Regions from separate parts of the Sus scrofa genome. Here regions 1 and 3 are each linked to region 2. A link is a contact called in public HiChIP or PLAC-seq data. All regions are on one chromosome and are shown on one strand. The core of a region is the stretch at or near the end of the contact, and the rest is flanking DNA. Distances in the headings are between cores, read along the strand shown.

Evidence for each region. HiChIP or PLAC-seq counts read pairs in DNA pulled down with a chosen protein or histone mark.
Region 1: an H3K27ac HiChIP or PLAC-seq map of skeletal muscle shows a contact between it and region 2. The contact joins two enhancer-like sites. A contact is called at or near these places in 3 of 47 Hi-C or Micro-C datasets (embryonic fibroblasts, heart right ventricle and liver) and 1 of 2 datasets of contacts at active chromatin or transcription factors (skeletal muscle).
Region 3: a contact with region 2 is called in an H3K27ac HiChIP or PLAC-seq map of skeletal muscle. The contact joins two enhancer-like sites. A contact is called at or near these places in 3 of 47 Hi-C or Micro-C datasets (embryonic fibroblasts, heart right ventricle and skeletal muscle) and 2 of 2 datasets of contacts at active chromatin or transcription factors (alveolar macrophages and skeletal muscle).

Annotation. Positions count from the first base shown.
Region 1 is chr13:16,720,026-16,723,332 of Sscrofa11.1, reverse strand. No RefSeq gene overlaps it. Among named protein-coding and RNA genes, the nearest start is that of TGFBR2, 63 kb to the left of the region's middle. Within about 2 kb of position 1,567, at least 18 of the 83 cell types and tissues checked have an H3K27ac peak or open chromatin away from gene starts, as enhancers often do. A contact at or near this core is called in skeletal muscle, where this site is marked.
Region 2 is chr13:16,858,243-16,862,012 of Sscrofa11.1, reverse strand. All of the region lies in intron 5 of TGFBR2 (TGF-beta receptor type-2), which reads right to left. Among named protein-coding and RNA genes, the nearest start is that of TGFBR2, 76 kb to the right of the region's middle. Within about 2 kb of position 2,007, at least 15 of the 83 cell types and tissues checked have an H3K27ac peak or open chromatin away from gene starts, as enhancers often do. A contact at or near this core is called in skeletal muscle, where this site is marked.
Region 3 is chr13:16,676,899-16,680,447 of Sscrofa11.1, reverse strand. No RefSeq gene overlaps it. Among named protein-coding and RNA genes, the nearest start is that of TGFBR2, 110 kb to the left of the region's middle. Within about 2 kb of position 2,222, at least 10 of the 83 cell types and tissues checked have an H3K27ac peak or open chromatin away from gene starts, as enhancers often do. A contact at or near this core is called in skeletal muscle, where this site is marked.

The DNA of each region.
Region 1 (3,307 bases), core at 318-2,817, 140 kb after region 2:
CCACTTATGTTGCCCATTCGCCACTAAGACAAAGCCCAGAGAATTAATAAGCTGATCCAAGTCTCAGAGCTAGGAAGAGACAGTGTCAGGATTCCACCATTACTGAATTAAGAGCCTCATTTTTAACACCCTACAAATAGGTAGCAATGCAGGAATTTGAACTCAGGTTTGTCTGATCAAAGTGTATATATTTTAACTACTCATTCCTTCAGACATCTTCCTCAGGTGAAAAACTGAGAAACTGATCAATGTAGTTTCTTTTTGTGGCAATAATTAACATGATGAAAAAAGTGGATTTTTATCCCTGACAATTAAATGCCAGTTCTTTTTCCCAAAATTGATGGATTTTATGGGACAAAATCCTTGGTTATATTCATGACTCTATATAAAAAGGGCCCTTTCTAAAGCCAGAACACCCATAAATTATATCTTCATTTTGAAATTTGTAGGGAAGCTTCCAAAGATACTAAATGAGAAGATGATAAGGGGGAGATGGAACAAATGGAAAACACAGAGTCATAATGTGAACCCAAAGATAAAGCCAATTAACAAAAGCATGAAATAACAGACTTTATGCATTTGCCACTAGCAAATAAGTAAAGAAGAAATGACTTAACATGGTAGTGCCTGATATTCTAAATTTTTGTCAACAGAATTTGAAGAGCTTAATTTTCATTGGGTTACAATTTAATGACCATTAAGTACCCTCTAAGCCAGTTATATTTTGACTTCCTTTGAGTTTTAAAAACTTGTCCCCCAAATCTTTCCCCACCATGCTTATATTTCCCCTCCTCAGAGTTTAGTTTTGTGTTTAAAAAAATCTTCTATTTATTTTCATTCACTTCAGGGTGAGAGACAAGGGTTTATTTCTCCCTTGTGGGGTTCCAGCACCAAGGTCAAGTTTAACTGAATGACTAAAGGAATGACTCTAATGGCAGCAAATATGAATTAGTCCAACTGCCAAGGAACAAATTATAAAACTAGTCATGTGCTTTTAATGCAGTCCCAGGTTTCAATTTTGGAAAGCTGGATTTAAGAATAACTGAAATCAGTGCCTAAAGGCTGATGGAGGAAGAAGAATAAAGTCTTAGCTGTTCTGCCTTCATCATATTAAATTTCAAGCCCCCCATCCTCAGCCTCAATTTCAAGCAGAATTAGCTGGGAAGCTTGAGGATGGCACATTTAGGAGTCTGGGGGAATTGATAAAGAAGGGAGACCCAAACTCATAGGGTCAGATTGTGCAGAGCTGGCTGGGGGGTGCACACTGCCATTTGAGAAATGGCCCCATTTGCCTCTGAAACCCATCAGATCTGGACTGAGAGTTGTTGGATTTTATTATTGTTTATCCCTTGACCTAGAGCCAAAATAAGCCCCTGAACTGAATATTCAGGTTTGCATCTAAGGCATTTTGGTGTCTCCACTGTGGCAAAGGAAAACACTTTTTTTTTTTTTTTTTCCTGTTGCTATGTATATTGGCAACCATCCTATCCAAAGGATTGTGCTCCAAGAACTCTGGAAACACCTGCCAGCAGAAAACTTGGGAGCTTTGTTTAAACAATTGTACCTGCCAACTTTCCAGTACTGTTGACTTTGCAGGACTGAAAAACGTGGACTATTTTAAAACCTGTTTGATGGATAACAGGAACTGGGTCATGGAGATGATGCATGGAATGTGCCTAGAATGATGTGTATCTTTTTATTTTTTTTAATTTAAATATTGCATAGTCTGGGCCTTCTGCAAGGACAGTGCAGTGCTAATCTCCCTCCAGTCCTGAACCCACCATATGGCTGTGAATGGGGAGAATGCTTGGGCTGAATTCAGGATATCTGGCAACAGAGAGTTTCCAGGAAGCACAGTGGTATTTTGAAAGCACCGGGCTCTGTGACACATACAAGCATGAAAATGATGACCTTCAGTTTATCATGAGTATGGAGATTCCTTTTGTAGTATCTTCTCTCACACATTGTCAATCACCCAGTGTGGATACATTTTTACATCTTAGTGAGAAATTAAATTCCAAGTCTGAGTCTTTATTGGACTCTAATCCAACAAATAGTTCCTCTCGGCCTGTAAAATAACTACTACAGTCAATTGCCCAATAGGCAAGATGATTTCTTGGTGTAGAAAATAAAGACATGGGGATGTATAATGCTCAATGGTTGGCAAAACAAAAACAAAACAAAACAAAAAACCATGCTCAGGACAGTAGCACTTAGTGGCATTTGCTTTGACTCCCACAGGCAGTTCATGATTGTTAGTAACTGAGGTGAGCAGAGGAGCTGCAAGAACACTGAGTCCCTACCTGGCAGAGTATAAAGTGGTCCCATTGAACTTCAGCTCTTTCCTTGGCTAAGTGTGACATGGTGAAGTTTTCTGGAGGGACCAGTGCTATTACCCACATGTACACTCACCGGAGGATGCTGGTCTGTGTTCTGTGATTGGAAGGAAGAATGCTGAAAACATCATTTTCAATGTGTTCATCTTCTGGCTTGCCATGAAATTCTTATTATCTTGAGTTATTCCTTCAGATTAAGTCTCGTTAGGAAAGTTACTTTGCTTCTTAGATTCTTATCCATAATGTTAGAGAATTAAGCCCTGAATTGTTTAGCTATCACCATGCTAAGACTTTACACTGAAGGTTAACAGGTCAATTGTGACCCACCTGGCGTTGACTAAAGCAAGTCACATCCTAGAGTCAAGAAGTGTGGAAATACACTCCATCCATGAAGAGGGCATGGCAAAGGTGTGGTACAGGGAGAGAACTGGGGTCAGTAATTCAGCCTATCACAGACTGGTGTAGAGGGTTCTAAGCTTTTGAGTTCTTGTCTCTATAAAAGAGAGTTTTCAAGTACAGTCTGTTTCAGAATCCCCAAATTTAAAACAAAATCTACGACCATTCTGTGGGCCCTCTATGGAACTCTTCAGGCACTGGGTTTCAAACTTAGTGCCTATAAGTATCTTTCTGGGAGCTTGTAGAAATTAAGGTACTGTGGTCTATAAAAGACATTTAGAGATTTAGGGGAACTGAGAAGAGAGTCTAGGAAATACCATTTTTTAATTTTTAATTTATTTTTATTTTTTTTGGTCTTTTTGCCATTTCTTGCGCTGCTCCCATGGCATATGGAGGTTCCCAGGCTAGGGGTCCAATTGGAGCTGTAGCCACCGGCCTACGCCAGAGCCACAGCAACGCGGGATCCGAGCTGTGTCTGCAACCTACACCACAGCTCATGGCAACGCAGGATCGTCAACCCACTGAGCAAGGGCAGGGATCGAACCCACAACCTCATGGTTCCTAGTCGGATTCGT
Region 2 (3,770 bases), core at 758-3,257:
GTAGGTAGCTTTGGTGCATTTGTGGAGGGAGGTAAGCTCAGGGTCTTCCTACTCCACCACCTTGATACCCCCTTGGGTCCTAAGGTCAGTTTCCTTATAGAAGCTTCCTTGAATAATCCCTGAGCCATTCTTTATTAGACGTCCTGGGCAGAGCTCTAGTTTGGGGTGTATCTTTTTTTTTTTTTTTTTAATTTTGCTTTTTAGGGCCGCACATGCGGCATATGGAGGATCCCAGGCTCGGGGTCCAATCAGAGCTACAGCTGCCGGCCTACACCACAGCCACAGCAACACAGGATCAGAGCCGTGTCTGCAACTTACACCACAGCTCACAGCAATGCCAGATCCTTAACCCACTGAGCAAGGCCAGGGATCAAACCCGCAACCTCACGGTTCCTGGATGGATTCGTTTCTGCTGCGCCATGACAGGAACTCTGGGGTGTATCATTTTTAAATACTTGCTTATCTGTCTCACCCCACTAGCCTGTGAGCTTTCGCAGGCAGGTTCAGAGCTCCTTTCTCATTCCTGTTTTCCTAGCACCCAAGGCAAGGCCATCCCACCCCACAGGCTCTCAATAAATGCCTGGCTGAGTAAATGAATGAATTCATCTTAGATCTTCTCCAAAGTGGCAAATGCATAAATTCTGGGTATTAGAATAGCTATTAATTTAAGTGGGTGGGACAATACACATGCCAGTGCATCACAGGACAATTTAGAAAATAAAAACACTCCAGTACTGAAACATGTCTGAGCTGAAAGGAAAGAGTGGGCTGGCTTCAACATTTTTCTCCAAAACAAGCTGGACCTTTGGCCTTTAGCTTCAAAATAACCCTGTTTAATGAGTGAAACTTTCAATAAGTTGCCCTTCCAGGCTGAGAATTGAAGCATTTAAGGCAAAATGACATTTTGAAAAGAGATGGCTTGTTCTTGTTTATTTGATCTTCCCCCATTCCCAGAACCCTACTTGCATATTTATCTTCTTCAGCCTCACCCAACTAGAAGAGCTGGCAGGATATTTTCTTTCTGTCATAGCTGAGATGAAGTGCGCCCCACCCCCACTTTGAGACAAGCACAAGCCACCATCCTTCTGTGTGCTGCTTTTGTCTTCAAGTGCCTATGGCGCTTAATCTATACTGCTCTTGGGGTGAGATCTGAACTCATTTGCATAATAGTTACCTCTTGCTTCTTTCTTCTATTCCTTTATCTTTTCCTGGACTATAAAGGCCTAACGCCCAAGGCAGAGGCTGCGTTTTGTGTCTTTCAATTCCCTGAGGAAATTGTGCCTTATATATATAGCAGGCTTTCAGTAAATATGGGCTGGGTTGCATTCAAGCAAGAGCAGAGAACTGAGAATTAGAGCTGGTTCCCAGTAAGGGTTTAGGCTGATCTAATTCATCACTTCTATAAAATGAATATATGGGATCAAAAAATATGATAAAATGAACTTATTTGCAAAGCAGAAATAGACTTACAGACATAGAGAACAATCTTAGGGTTACCAAAGGGGAAAGGCGGGGGAGGGGTAAATTAGGAGTTTGGGATTAACATACACACACAACTAAATATAAAATAGATAAACAACAAGGACCTACAGTATAGCCCAGGGAACTCTACTCAATATCTTGTAATAACCTACAATGGAAAAGAATCTAAAAAAGATATATCTCTCTGTACATGTACAACTGAATCACTTTGCTGTTCACCTGAAACTAACACAACACTGTAAAGCAACTACAATAAAACATTTTTAAGTTTCTTTACAATAAATAAATAAAATGGGCTGAAATGAATGACCTCCATGTTCCCCTCCAGAGTTATTCTGTAATTCAATCTAAGCAAATAACGATGCTGTCTTAGTACTAAGCTCTGAGATATGTGTTTGTATAATACAATGTAATAGAATGGAATGACATGATTTGCATATGACATAAACTGCTCCTTAGACAATGCATCAGCACACTGACTCTCCAACTGTTTTGGCTGCCCTGGCAGGTGTGGTTGGTAGCCTGCCTAGACCCCCTTTACCAAGCCAAGAGTGCCAGCCCTCAGCTGCCGCAGTTGTTGTCACATAAGGACTCACTTTCTCCCTTCTACGGAGAACTGCCCTTGGCTGATGGGAGCTTCCTGGCTTGGAGATTTCCAGAACATGACAGCCTCATCCCCAGGGGCAGCCTATAGCCAATGACAAATTAATTGGGGAGCTTTAACAGTCTAACTGTCTTGCTTCTACAGGGGATGACTGGTGCAGTTCATGCTCCAGAGCTCCCCACAGGATCAGGCTGAGGCCAGGGCTCTCCTGAAACCACGGATTTGCGAGCTTCTTCCTGGGACCTTAACTTCCATAGGTCATTGCACAAAAATCATGGTCAAGCTCTAATTCTAGGAAAGCTGGCCTGTAACAGCTTCCAAGGAAGAGCTTTCTCTTTTTCTGCTGTGTTTATCTAAATGCAACATCCAATGCACAAAGCCACCCTGAGGAAACTTTGACATGGCCTCTTCTGGAGAAACTGGAAGTATTTGACCATCGACAATTCCTACAGGGAGCTCCCACTGTGGCACAGTGGAAATGAATCTGACTAGGAACCGGGAGGTTGTGGGTTCGATCCCTAGCCTCACTCAGTGGGTTAAGGATCTGGTGTTGCCATGAGCTGTGGTGTAGGTCGCAGACGTGGCTCGGATCCTGTGTTGCTGTGGCTGTGGCGTAGGCCAGCAGCTGTAGCTCTAATTGGACCCCTAGCCTGGGAACCTCCATATGCCAAGGGTGTGGCCCTAGAAAGGAAAAAAAAAGAAGACGAAGAAGAAGCAATTTCTACAGCATAGCCCATACGGTGCTCCGAAGCTGGGGGCAGGTGACCACAGTGAGGGCTACAAAGTGCCAGGATCAGAATTCTTCCCAACTGTTGATCTCATGGATGAGATTTTTTTTTTTTTTAAACAAAGAAAAGGTCTCCAGAGGAGAGATGATAACCCAGAGCCATTTTATTTCAAGTCCTAATCTTCAAAGTCATATAAACCATAGTGTTTAAATTTTTAAGTTCTGTGTGGACCAAAACAGGTTTCCAGGGGGCACGGAGGAGATGGGAAGGATGACGCTGGGCAGCTGGTCTCGGAATGTTTTCTGCTTAAAGAAAAAGGAACCAGTGCTCCTGTGAAAAAGCAAAGGCAGCAATCCTTTCCCAGAAGGAAGAGGATTTTAACTGGATTGCATCTTACTTTCCCTAAAACCAGGAAGCAGTGGGACTCCCCAGTATCCCCAAGGGCTGTGAGGCCTACTTCCCTCCCTGAGCTGTGGAGACTTCGGAGGACAGAAGGGGCGGCGACGGGGGCAGGAGGCCTCTGCCACCCAGATGGGCTCTGATGGCCCTTCTTGGGATGGAACCCCATGCACTGAAGCCCAGACTCTGCTGGGAAAACAAGCAGAGCTGGTGACTGGCAAAAAGTTGGTGCCCTGGACCTCTGCAGCTCCAACTTTCTCCCCCTGCTTTCAGGCATCTAGAAGCCGAGATGCTTAATCCACTTTGGCAAAATTGCTAGGTCCAAACTTAGTAGCTTCCATGTTGGTGCTTAAAATACTTCTGTTTTAGAAAATGTACACAGCTAAAACTATGAAATCACTAAATAAGTGGACATACAGAAAAGAAACTCTCTTTTCCCCTCCTAACCCCTAGTTTCTTTTTTTCTTTTAGGCCATGCCCACGGCATGTGGAAGTTCCCAGGCCAAGGACTGAATCTCTGCCATGGCAGCAACCTGAACTGCTGCAGTGACAACCTG
Region 3 (3,549 bases), core at 973-3,472, 180 kb after region 2:
GTCCTCTTTCTTCCCAGAATGAAGACTTTTCATCAAGTAGTTCTTCCATTCGATGGGGGTTTTAGTTCTGCAGAAAGGCTCAAAGATATTGCTATGTATATTTCTTGAGGAGGAGCCATGATCCTGCCCCAAGGCTGCACTCTTTTCTCTTGACTGCTCCTACCTGGTCTCTGCATCCCCTCCTTTCCCTAATTAGCAACCACCCTTTGGAACTCTGGGAAGGTTAGGGAGGCTGAGGCTTAGTCCCTAAAACAACAAATGGAGGACACAGAAAGGTTTGTGTGCCTAGGAGCCCCACAGGGCACTAGCTTGGATACAATTTCACATGCCGGATCTCATTATGGAATAAGGAATATTGATGGAGGGAAAAATGCATATTGTTCTGACTCACTGCCACCCTCCCGCCCCCGGCTTAGGGTCAGTCTCAAATCTTGCTCTTTTATGAGCACATGAAGATATAGGCTATGATATTTGGAAACTCTTAGAGCCACTGAAGGAAGGCAGGGAAAAGCTTCAACACCAGTGATAAATGTGGAGAGAAAATTCTGGAGCCTAGCAATGTGCCTCTCAGGACAAAACACTTGGCTTGAGTCACAAATCATTTAATTGTCCTGTTCCTTACACACAGGGAAGGGCTTTGGGCTCAGTATTGGATATGGACTCAAGTCCTGTTCTTGCTACTCATATATAAGCCTCTGCACAGATGGGGCCTGTTTGCTTATCTGTAAAGTAGGGGTGCTCATAGAAAGAGCTTAGAATTTATTGAGCCCTTATTGTATTCCAAACATTTGCGTATATTATTTTGCTTAGTACCTAACAATCATCTCTATAATGTAGATGTGACTGCTACTCCCTTTCCCACCCCCATGTCATAGGTGTAGATACCGAAGACCAAGCCACCAAACAGGCTTTGGTAATTAAAGAAGGGCATGCACATAGCCAGAGACAGCCATGGACTTGAAACTCAGGGTCTTAGTGCATATATTATGTGATTCCTATATATATAGTCTTTTTGTCTTTTTAGGGCTGCACCCATGGTATATGGAGGTTCCCAGGCTAGGGGTATAATCAGAGCTGTACCACCAGCTATGCCACAGCCATAGTAACTCGGGATCCGAGTGGAGTCTGCGACCTACACCACAGCTCACCACAACACCAGATCCTTAACCCACTGAGTGAGGCCAGGGATTGAACCCACGTCCTCATGGATGCTAGTCGGGTTCTCTAACCTCTGAGCCACGAAGGGAACTCCATGTGATTCCAGTATAAATGGGAGGACAAAGTGAAGTCATTGTGTGTCTCTAATTGAATTGATCACACTCTTATAATTATCTTGAACACATATTGCCTCCACTATTAGACTAGTGGAATCACAAAGTTACAAACATGCCTTTTATCCATCTTCATGCCTCTAGGGTTTAGCAGGGAGCCTGGTTCATGAAAGATTTTTTTAATAGCTCTCTCTCCTTGCTCATTCCATTCCTTGCTTTCTTTCTCCTCTAACAACAGAAATTACATTTGACACACAGGGTCATAACAAAGACATGCCTGTGGGAGGAGTGAAAAGCAGAGCATGTCCTGGGCACACTCCCCAGTTTTCCCTCCCTCCACTTGCTGATAATCCACACTGCCACTCTGCCTCCCACAAATCCAGCTTTGGCACTGACCCTGTGATTCCAGAGCAGGTTAGGGTGAGTGCTATGTCTGGAACATGACTGTAATTAGGCAGGAGGTTTAAAATTCTAAGTGTCATTAGCTGTCTCTGAAGCCTAGGGCTTGGCCTCATTCATTGCATAAGGTGAGTGAAAAAGACCCCTGGCCACAAGTTTCATTTAGTCGGTGATATTGAATTCACATAAGGGGCCCAAAGGGTGGGAATTTAACAAATTCTATAGAATATACCAGGTTTAGAAAACACAGATTTTTTTAGTGCCACCTACTGCTAAGTTATAGGGAAATCATTGAATTCTTATTTATTTGCTGGGTTCTATACAGGGCCCCAAAGGAAAATGTTAACAGCTGCTCTCAGCTGTGTGCTTTTTGTTTATTAGTTTTGTAAGTTTATAACTTGTGCAACATGTAATATTTCTTGGGATGCTTTGATTTATATAGATGGTAAATAATAATGCAATAAATAATAATGCAAGAGTCCATACCCCAGGGCGTGTTAATCCTTCTTGGTGAGTAGAGAACAACTACTCCTTTTGCAGATAGAAGGGGATCGCATTTCAAGAACATTAAATGGCATGCCTTGGACCAGAGGATGGGACAGTCCTGAGCAAGACTGGTGAACAAAGGCCAAACCTCAAAATTTCCTCATTAATTTAGTAATCAGAATCAGATTATGCGGAAGCACTTTGGAAAGAAAATAAGAAAGTAGGCTGAGACTTCAAACTAAAAATAAGCATAGGGAGTTTTGAATTGTTTACCTTGGCTGTCCTCTGTCCTTTCAGTGACCTTGACTGGATAGCTGCTTGGGATCCTCAAGGCTGATCTCTTATTCCCTAAGCAAATAGGACTTTCACTGCAATGAGCGGAAGTTGAGTATTGGGAAGAGAGAAAATGTGCCAAACCATCTGCTTTTTTACTCATTTCACTTCTTGATCTATATGTGGCCATTACTTGGGAAATGAAAATGGAGCCACTCTGTTGTGGACAGCTACAAGTTTTAGGAAGAAGTAACTGGATTCACTTAAAAATTTTGATGTAAGTCTATTTGATTTACAATGTTGTGTTAATTTCTGCTGCACAGCAAAGTGATTCAGTTATATATATGTGTACATATATATTCTTTTTCATATGTATATGCATTCTTTCCTATATATATTCTTTTTCATATTCTTTTCCATTGTGGGTTATCACAGGATATTGAATCTACTTCTCTGTGTTCTACAGCAAGGCCTTGTTGTTTATCCATCCTATATGTAATAGTTTGCATCTGCTAATCCCAAACTCCCCATCCATCCCTCTTCCAAGCTCCATCCCCCTTGGCAACCACAAGTCTGTTCTCTATGTCTGTTAGTCTGTTTCTGTTTCACAGATAATTTCATTTGTGTCATATTTGAGATTACATATATAAATGATGTCATGGTGTATTTGTCTTTTTCTGTCTGACTTTTTTCACTTAGTATGATCATCTTTAGGTCTCTCCATGTTGTTGCAGTGCCAATATTGCATACTTTTTAATGGCTGAATAATATTCCGTTGTGTATATATACCACAGCCTCTGGGTTTACAGGTTTTTTTGGCTTTTTTTTAGGGCCACACCCACTGCACATGGAGGTTACCAGGCTAGGGGTCTAACAGAGCTACAGCTGCCAGCCTATACCACAGCTACAGCAATGCCAGATCTGAGCCACATCTGTGACCTTTACCACAGCTTGTGGCAATGCCAGATCCTTAACTTACTGAGCGAGCCCAGGGATTGAACCTGTAACCTCATGGTTCCTAGTCAGATTCATTTCTGCTGAGCCATGATGGGAACTCTCTGGATTTCCTTTTTTATGTTGAGTTTTGTTGGGTGATTTGAAATTCTTAAAATTCCGCAAA